Linked DNA regions of Mus musculus: all the other regions are linked to region 2. The links are chromatin contacts, called in public HiChIP or PLAC-seq maps. All regions are on one chromosome and are shown on one strand. Each heading gives the region's core, a stretch centred on a gene start, on an enhancer-like site or on the middle of the called end of the contact. The rest is flanking DNA. Distances are from core to core; before and after follow the strand shown.

Region 1 (3,265 bases), core at 634-3,133, 360 kb after region 2:
TTTCCACAGTGGGATGGAAGGCAACATCCCAGATCCTTGCTGATAAACCAGCAGGCCCCCTGAGCGTCTAGCAAGAGAGGAACCCCTGGCATTTGCCAGATACCAGTGGAGTCTGTCTGTCTCTCTATTTCTCTCTCTTTCCAGCCTAATTGCGGAATGAAAACAGTTCTGTTTAGGAGGTGTGTTTCACACGTTGGGTACAGACATGTTGATGTGTGATGGGGCTTGGGCCTTAGGCGTGGAAGATAAAGTCTGCCACTTCTTTGTAGGTCTGTTCTCTTGCCCTCTTGCAGACACAGAGTACCACCTCCCTCCAAATCTCGCCGCGTCGTTCATGGAAGGCCTGCATCTCCTTTGCAGAACGCGCTGCAGTGACTTGGGCTCACTTCTACTCCTGAGACTCCTCTGAGGCCACCAGCGGGAAGGAGGCTGGACCCTGTCCACCCTGCCCTTCGGCACAGTGATTCAGGGAATAATGAGCAGCCTAGAACCTTTAGCCTAACACCTCTAAACAACTGGGAAAACCCGGAACTGCCCCAGAGAAGCCCTGAAGACCGCAGTCTGGTTTTCTTTCTGTTTTCCAGCCTGTTTTGCCTTGGAAAGGCTGGGAAAGTTTCACCTGGAAACACTGCCACCCCCCCGCCCCCCACCCCCCACCCCCCATTTAAAAACACTTCTTTTGGGATAAACGTCACTCTGTTTCCCAGACTGGGCTGTGAGTTCAAGATCCTCCAGCCTCAGCATCCCGAAGGCTGTAATGACAGAGGTGTGTTGGTACACTGAGCCAAGGTTTTCCTCATCCACGCCTTGGCCTCTCATGGCCTGTCTAGACTCTTTGCAGCTCCTCCACATTTGTGACTTATTTACAAATAGTGACTCATTGCCCAGACACAGGAAAGGTGGGTGTTGGTACCTTCACTTGACAGAGGAAGGAACTGAAGGTCAGAGAGGAACTGAAAGGCAGAGTATAAGGACTGGTTGAAACCCATTGAGGTTCCTAACCTCAATGCAGCTTGCTTTCCTGCAGCCTGCTCCAAGGCCCTGGTTTCAGGCTAGACTCTGTGAACCTACAGACATGTGTGCTCACGTGCATGTGTATGCATATTTGGACTAACTTCTAGCCTGACGCTAGGGCCCTCAGGCCATGTATAGCACCAGGAGGGAGTGTGGTCTGGTCCTACAGTAGGAATGATTTGATACTTCACTTTCTAGCTATGTGATTTTAGGCAGACAGCAGCCCCTCTCTCCAACCCAATCTTTTTATTTGTGAATGAGGATCACAGCCACCTCTCTCAGAATGTGGGTGGGATTGAACAAATTCAACTAGGTTGTTTTAGGGGCAGTGCTTGGTGTGTGGCAGGCCCTGTATCAAGTTCTAGTCATCTCGCCCTTAATCTCTGCAGTCAGGCTGAGAGGCGGAGGAGTTTGACTGGCAGACTTGACCCGTCATGCCCTGTCTTTCATTTGCCAGAAACTTCAGTCTCCCTGGTATGTTCCCTCCCTACCATAAAAGTCTGCCAGCCCCATTCACATCAAGCTTTGCAAGTCTTATTTCTCCCATCAACTTTTCCTTGCATGAAGGAACGGAGCAAGATAGCAATACTTAACCCCGAACTGGAAGCCCTTAAAAATGGCCTGAAGACATCTTCATGTCTCCTACAGATGCACACCCATAAGCCTGCACCCAGCCCCCCTGACTGTCCTGTGGCATTACGGCAGACTCTAGGCAGCTCCCTCCCCTGATTTAGGACGTGCTCTGAGGACATCCATGAAGCTTACTGTCTGCTCTGCTTTGTCACCAGGCCCCACCCCAGGCTGAACGGTGTGGCCTGGGAGTTGTCAGCAAGGCTGCTTACTGGTATGCTGGCCCTGAGGCTTGGAGAGGGAAGGTGCAGGCACCGAGAGGAATGTGCCAGGTTTGTTTCCATTACCCTGGAAACCACTCTGAATCACCCTACACAGCCGGGGCTGCCCAGGGTAGAGTGTGAAGAATGTGGACCTCAGCTGTCAGGGGGAGGGAGCAGGACTTGGGGCTGGAGGTGGAAGCTGTATCAGATTGAAGGATACAACAAAATAAAATGTACTTAATAGTGGGATAATCTCCCTGATAGGCAGTGAGGTCCCCGTCCTTAGAGGTATTCAAGGGCTGTACGCTCACACTCCGTGGTATAACTCTGACTTTGGGAGGAAGTTACTTTTTCTGTCTTAGAATTTGCTGAGCTGTGACTGGGTTTCTGTCCCGTGACTTAAAAATTTGAAGGCCCGTAGGCATCTGCTTTTGTTCAGCAACGTGCAGTGTAGTAACCATGAGTAGACTCTGCCGTGTTAACTCATCGGATTGCAGACAGAGCCTAGGGATGTGCCCATTTATATCCTCAGCTTAGAAAAAGGAAAGTGAAGGTCAATCGCTCTGTGTTACCATTGCTCTGAAAACCTGGAGGTATTTCCAGGAGGCCTGGCATTATAGCCTGGGCCCTCACTTGGGTGGGGGTGGGGACGGTGTCTCAACATTAAACAGGGCAGGTTTCCTAGGATGGGCAGGCCCTTGAGAGAGAACAATTTTGCAAGCGTATCTCAGACCCGGAGGGTGATGCAGTAGACAGAGCAGTATCCTGTTGGTGAGTAAGGGGATGGTCAGAGGACTCATTAGGCCAGACCCGGAAGCTCAGAAATCCAGGTTGACATAGAGCTCAGGGGCAGAAAGAAGGCTTGCCTAGCACGCACAAGGTCCTGGGGCCATCTCAATACTGCAAAAGAACCCAGTAACAACCAAAAAATGAAGCAAAGCAAAGTCGTCAAAGGGGTTATGGAACTGTAAAGAAGCAAGAGAACAAAACCAAACAAAACTGGAAAGCACCTTCAAAAGCACTGGGAGAGAAAAGCATGATGGGAAACTGGGGGTGCTGTCCCAGGAAAACAGAGGCTTTAGAACTTCAGGGTCTGGGGTTTACTCTCTAGATTTGCCACTTCATCTCCTTGTGTATCTAGGGTAGGTTGGCTGACGTCACTGACTCTCAATTTCTGTCTCTGTAAAATGTGTAACTGTGAATGTCTTGACTGAGTTGGGAAGGCTCACCCAGAACTTCAGGAAGGAGGGCTGCTCAGGACAGTGTCTGTGTGTCTTGTTCTAGGAGGCTGAGCAGACAGAGGACCATCTCAGGGTGGGGCTGAGAAGGCAAACTGTCCAACAGATGCCCTCCATCCCTGGATGGTGGCAATCCTCCAGTGTGTGTGTTAATCAAAGGTTAGGGGTATAGCTCAGTGG
Region 2 (3,060 bases), core at 427-2,926:
ATATGCCCACTTCATTTCAGGGCCTACCAGATGGATCTAGGCCAAAAGACTGAAGACAGACGCTCCAACATTATTAGAAATTAGGGGACTGTATAGGTTGTCAGCTGTCTCTACAATTTAAGTTTTGAAAGCTATATTTTTATGCTTCCTATATATTCAGGTAATATTTAATTTGTTATTGGATTTCTGACAGGGTTAAAAACTAGTTATAGTCTCATAAGCAAACTTTAGTTGTTTAACATTGAGAAATATGATATAGAGTTAAAAGCATGGTTTTCAGATGGTGATACAGGCTAAAATCAAAACATAACTCAGGTATAGAATTTTAAGGTCTTTAGTTAGGATATGATGGTAGAGTACTTTATCTTGTTGACAAATATGGACTGGATGCTAATTGTATATCATACTCTGCAAGTTACATCATTGTTATGGTTGTACTCAATTCATGCCTGAGAGAAAAACTTTTTTATTTGGACAGAGGTGAGATGTTGGTGATCAGTTTCTAATGTTTTGATTTAATGGAGAATCTGAATGTCCAAACACTAAAGGTCCTTGCCCCCAATTGGTTTTTGATTGATCAGTAAAGGTGCCAGCAGCCAATGGCTGAACAAAGGGAGACAGGGTAGGTCCTTTAGATTTGCAATGGCTAGGAACTGGGGAAAAGGAGACAGAGGATCGCCATGATGTGGTAGGAGACTGATCAGATTTAGAGCTGTAAGAGAAAGAGCCAACAAGCCATGTAAAAATTCAGGTAAGTGGCTACTGGTCACCTCCCTGATTGGGCCTAGGGTACCAGGCTGAGGATTAGAACTGCTCAGCCACTGACCAGGGCAGCATATTAAAAATAAGCTAATGTGTGTTTTCTATTCACGGATCCAGGGAGCTGCTGGGTGAGCAGCAGAAGTGTGACCTGTATTTGGAACATAAAGCAGAGTAGCCAAACTCCGTGCCACAAGACACTGCACTGGTCTCCAGTGGCATCGCTGCGATGGCACTGATTTCTAATCTGGAGGTTGATATATGCTAGCAGAAAAGGAAGCAAGCCAAATCAAGCCAAAATAATAATAATAATAATAATAATAATAGCCCGAAATGATCAGTGATTGGTCACGAAAACCCCCACAGAAGCAGTGGCTGCCTTGGAACCAGCACAGCATAGCAGCTGAGTGAATCATCTCACCACAGGTCTTCCCTTTGTTGCTGTTTTTTGTGAATACTCCCTGTCTTAGTCAGGGTTTCTATTCCTGCACAAACATCATGACCAAGAATCAAGTTGGGGAGGAAAGGGTTTATTTGGCTTACACTTCCATACTGCTGTTCATCACCAAAGGAAGTCAGGACTGGAACTCAAGCAGGTCAGGAAGCAGGAGCTGATGCAGAGGCCATGGAGGGATGTTCTTCACTGGCTTGCTTCCCCTGGCTTGCTCAGCCTGCTCTCTTATAGAACCAAGACTACCAGCCCAGAGATGGTCCCATCCACAAGGGGTCTTTCCCCCTTGATCACTAATTAAGAAAATGCCTTACAGTTGCATCTCATGGAGGCATTTCCTCAACTGAAGCTCCTTTCTCTGTGATAACTCCAGCTGTGTCAAGTTGACACAAAACTAGCCAGTACACTCCCAATTGCTCTGTGTCATGGTTTGAATATGCTTGGCCAAGGGAGTGGCACTATTAGGAGGTGTGGCCTTGTTGCAGTAGATGTGTCACTGTGGACATGGCCTTTAAGATCCTCACCCTAGCTGCCTGGAAGTCAGTATTCTGCTAGTCACCTTCAGATGAAAATGAAGAACTCTTAGCAACTCCTGTATCATGCCTTCCTGGATGCTGCCATACTCCCACCTTAATGATAATGGACTGAACCTCTGAACCTGTAAGCCAGCCCCAATTAAACATCCTTTATAAGACTTGCCTTGGTCATGGTGTCTGTTCACAGCAGTAAAACCCTAACTAAGACACTCTGCAGGATCCCCAAGCTATCCCTCCACAGTATCTACACACACTCCCCGTCCTTGGACAGACTAGAAAAAGCTCCTGACAAACATGTAAGCAGTTGCTAACATTAAGCAGCTGAAGTCTGCATCCCCCAGCTGACCTCTCCCAGATGCCAGCCTCTGGTTTACCACAGCCTTGTCATGCTCAGGCCTGAGAGCAGAAAAGACAGTGGTCCCTGGGGAAGATCTCTTCTGGTAGAGGAACAGTTGGACACAATGGTCTGCTGGCATGAAATACGGGGAAAGGTTGGGACAGGCATTGGAAGAAGATTGTCTGTCTGTCTCTCTGTCTCTCTGTATATGTGTGTGTGTCTGTCTCTGTCTATCTCTTTGTCTCTGTCTGCCTCTGTGTGTGTGTGTGTGTGTGTGTCTTCCCCTCCCTCTCTCTCCCATCCCCTACTTCTCAGGAGAATTCCTGAGGGATTCTCGGAAGCAAGCCAAGAAACATCAATTGCCCACTTAGGTTGCAACATTACTGAGGTTAGACTCATTCTTATCTGCACCCAGTGTCAGAAGGTAGAGATGTCTGACAGCTGCCTCAGAGCTCCACATGCACTCCATGTGGAGCTCCTGGTAAGTGGGGTGCACCTGATTCACCACATGAGAAACCAAGGCCTCCCCAAGAAGCCCCCAACATCAGCCTGAGTTTTCCCAGCAAGGACGAGTGAGCCCCCGTGCTAGCTTTTAGTGGCTGTGACGAGGAAAGAGAAGCAAACTCATAAGGGTGGGAAGTTGAATTTCTCTTAGTGTTTTGGAGGATTCAGTCATGGTTACAGGGCCATATTGCTTTAGCCCTGTAGCGAGGCAGTATATCATGGTAGAAGTACGTGGTAGGGGGCACCTATTTACCTCATGGTATCCATGAAGCTAAAAGAAACATGAAGGAGCCAGGGTCCTAATATCCCCATCAAGGGCTTACACTCAGTGACCTAGCTGCTTCCAACTAGTCTCCCTTTCTTTAAAGTTCAAGAACCTCCAGGTAGTACCACAGGCTGAGGACCAAGCTCTTAACACACTGGCTTAGGGGGAACATTTCACTTCCAAACCATAGCAATCCCAGACAGGCTAC
Region 3 (3,117 bases), core at 74-2,573, 500 kb after region 2:
CAGCACATTTTCCTCCAGTTCTGTTCAGCACAGTCTTCCCTTCAGCTCAGCTCGCTCAGCACATCTCATTCCTGCCTGACCCAGACCCCTTGAAACCATTTATTTCTCTTGGAGCAGAGGAGTTTGTGGTTGGTCGTGGCCTCTCTGCCGATACTTACCAACAGAGCACTGTTTCTGTCTTGCATCTCTCCCAGGGATTGGACCAGCTCAACCCACATTCCAGAGCATCTCCTTCCAATGGTTTAGTTCTGTGCTGCCTGGAGTGTTCAGAGCTTGTCCAATCCACACCTCCTGTTCTAGCACACTGGACCACCTTGCTTTTGTTAACCCAAGGCGCTGATGTGTACCCGTTCTCTCTCTCTCTCTCTCTCTCTCTCTCTCTCTCTCTCTCTCTCTCCTTACAAATGGCTCTGCAGCAGCCCTGGGAGGGCTCAGCCGCACCAATCACGTCTCCATGGTTCCTTGTTAGCTGCACTCTAAGCAGGAAAGTGACTGGGCCTGACAATATAATTTACATTGCTGTATAAAACTATCTGTGGAAGCCAAGCTAATTTGTGCCAGATTAGGCTATTTGTCTCAGCCACTGTCTCGCAGCACAATCTATCAGAGGGCTGTTTTCAAATATCGCTTTTCAAGCGTGCCCTTGAGAGGCAGAAATTGATTGGGATCTTAGAGAGCAAAATTACAGCAATAACTTAAAAGAAACAATAATTACTGAATCATACCAGTGTCAGCACTCTGGAAAACACGAAATAGCCATCAAACCCCAATCCAATATATTCTGAAGCGAATTTATTGAATGGAAAAAGCAGTTGAGTGAGGGTTTTTTCTCCTCCCCCCTCCCCTTTCCCTGTACATATGGTTATCTCAAAACCGCAAGCGAATGAGTCGATAATTCTTGTCACTGACTGCTCCATTTTCGCCAGGCAGAGGAGCCCCATTAGCTGCCTGCTGCCGCACCCGGCTCCCTCTCTCTCTGAATCCTTTCCCCTCGCCATGGCCGATTCATTTGCTAGTCTCTGCTCTTCAAGCAAACAAACATGTATAACTAATCATCTGTTAAAATGCAGAGGGCCGCTAATAAATCTCCGCAGCTGAAATACTTTAATGGGTAATTAATTGATCCTGTTCCAGAGGAGTAATAAGATAATAAATTAGACAATATTTCACTCAGTCGTGTCAGGCGCCTAGCTAATGGCGCTGTAGGGCTAAGCTGAAGGATAATAAATTAGCCAGAAATTAACTGCTAAGAGGTTTCTGTAGAGAAATCGGTTGACAAGTGAGTCACCATCGTGATTCAGGGCCTGCCTGGTAGTGTGGCAATCTCCGTGAATGTGAACTCGGGCCTCGGGAGGGGGCCCGTGGGGCACTCCCAGCCAGGCTCCAGCAGGATTAAGTTCCCAGCCAGAAGAGTGCCTGTTGGGAAATACCCAATGTGTGAAGTGGGCCAGGGCCCTGCCTTACAGGCCCAGCAGGTCCCTGGCTACAGTAAACTAGGCAGAACATGGGATGAGTTCTGGGAAACAGCGCCCCACTCCCAAGCCAGCAGGCTTTCTGAGCTTTTAATGGGTCATAGCTACCATACCTACCATCAAGTAAGTGACCAAGGCCACAGATCACCGATAGCCACCATATTGCCTTGGCTGCTGAGCCTGAGAAAATATGCTAATGAGGAAGGGCGGAGTCTGGGAAAGAGACTGGCGCTCCTTTAATAACAAGGCTATTACAACCCTCAGGCAGGAGAAATATCAGGGAGCAATGAAGTGAGTTAGGCTTTTCCACACAGGTCAGAGAGGTTTGTCATGGAGTCAGAGGGAGGGAGGGAGGGAGGGAGAAGAGGTTTCAGTTTTATTAAGGGTTTGCAACCCCATTGGAGGAACAACAATATCAACCAACCAGAACCTGCCCCCCCAAAGCTCTCAGGGACTAAACCACCAACCAAAGAGTACACATGGGGCCACCCATGGCTCCACCAGCATATGTAGCAGAGGATGGCCTTGTCTGACATCAGTGGGAGGAGAGGCTGTTGGTCCTGTGAAGGTTCGATGCCCCAGTGTAGGGGAATGCCAGGACAGGGAAGTGTGTGTGTGTGTGTGTGTGTGTGTGTGTGTGTGTGTGTGTGAACACCTTCATAGAAGCAGGGGGAGGGGGAAACCAGGAAAGAGGATAACACTTGAAATGTAAATAAAGAAAATATCAAATAAATAAATAAATAAATAAATAAATAAATAAATAATCTTGGGAAAGTGTTGATAGTTGGGAAGAAAAGGGAGTCACTGGAAGGTTGCCTTCTTCAGGGACAGGTAGAGACAGGGCTCTGCCTGAGGCAAAACACTGGGGAAGAAGTGTTTTGATTTCTCTCTGGTGTTCACCAGAGGTTCATATCTCCTCACAGTAGAAGCATTTGGGTACTATTTATTATTTTCCAGGTACTATTTATTATTTTCCAGGGACGGTTAAAGGGTGGCGGGGTTGATCAGCTAAGGAAACGAGGCTGGTCCGGCTGGACTGCTTCTTGAAGTTAGAGACCAGATCACCTTTATCCCTCCTTGATGATGGTCCCAACCCAGGTGCTATGTTCACTGTCTTCCAGCATCCTCTCAGTGCCGATGGCAAAGATGAGTGGCTCTGCCTTCTGAGTCAGGCCAGCCCATTGAGAGCTTCAGAGGAGCTAATGCAGGACATACTTGTTGGAGACCAGAAAGAAGAAATGTGTGCGTTGACTTGAGGTCCCTGGCGTGATGACTGGTTGTCATCTACTCTGTGTATCCCGAGAGAGAGAAGCCCTTGTCTTGCCGGCTGGCCCAACTGGTCACTTGCACTAAACATCAGGAACTTGGTCCCTGCTTCCATCATTTTTGCTGCTTTGGCTGCAAAGGCCTAGGCAGCAACGCAGACAGAGCATGGCCATCTTGTGCATCTAACTCAGGCACAATGGCACCACATACCTCGTTCAAACAACCCGTTTCTGGTTCTCCTGCCTCTTGGGCACAATCTCTATGCTGCTACTGAAGCAGGACACACTTAAGCATTCACTTGACAATCATACCCATGCATCTTCTGAGGGCAAGGGTATTAACACCCCTAGAAATACAAGCTTTGTAATACAACGACTAA

What was found. HiChIP or PLAC-seq counts read pairs in DNA pulled down with a chosen protein or histone mark.
Region 1: a contact with region 2 is called in a FOXA1 HiChIP or PLAC-seq map of pancreatic cancer cells. The contact joins two enhancer-like sites. A contact is called at or near these places in 1 of 115 datasets of contacts at active chromatin or transcription factors (pancreatic cancer cells) and 1 of 9 other capture datasets (liver).
Region 3: a FOXA1 HiChIP or PLAC-seq map of pancreatic cancer cells shows a contact between it and region 2. The contact joins two enhancer-like sites. A contact is called at or near these places in 1 of 484 Hi-C or Micro-C datasets (the G1E-ER4 cell line), 1 of 115 datasets of contacts at active chromatin or transcription factors (pancreatic cancer cells) and 2 of 9 other capture datasets (liver and pancreatic islet).

Annotation. Positions count from the first base shown.
Region 1 is chr8:26,885,944-26,889,208 of GRCm38.p6, reverse strand. No RefSeq gene overlaps it. Among named protein-coding and RNA genes, the nearest start is that of 2310008N11Rik, 63 kb to the right of the region's middle. Within about 2 kb of position 1,883, at least 104 of the 459 cell types and tissues checked have an H3K27ac peak or open chromatin away from gene starts, as enhancers often do. A contact at or near this core is called in pancreatic cancer cells, where this site is marked.
Region 2 is chr8:27,243,312-27,246,371 of GRCm38.p6, reverse strand. No RefSeq gene overlaps it. Among named protein-coding and RNA genes, the nearest start is that of Adrb3, 15 kb to the right of the region's middle. Within about 2 kb of position 1,676, at least 19 of the 459 cell types and tissues checked have an H3K27ac peak or open chromatin away from gene starts, as enhancers often do. A contact at or near this core is called in pancreatic cancer cells, where this site is marked.
Region 3 is chr8:26,745,652-26,748,768 of GRCm38.p6, reverse strand. No RefSeq gene overlaps it. Among named protein-coding and RNA genes, the nearest start is that of Gm32098, 49 kb to the right of the region's middle. Within about 2 kb of position 1,323, at least 86 of the 459 cell types and tissues checked have an H3K27ac peak or open chromatin away from gene starts, as enhancers often do. A contact at or near this core is called in pancreatic cancer cells, where this site is marked.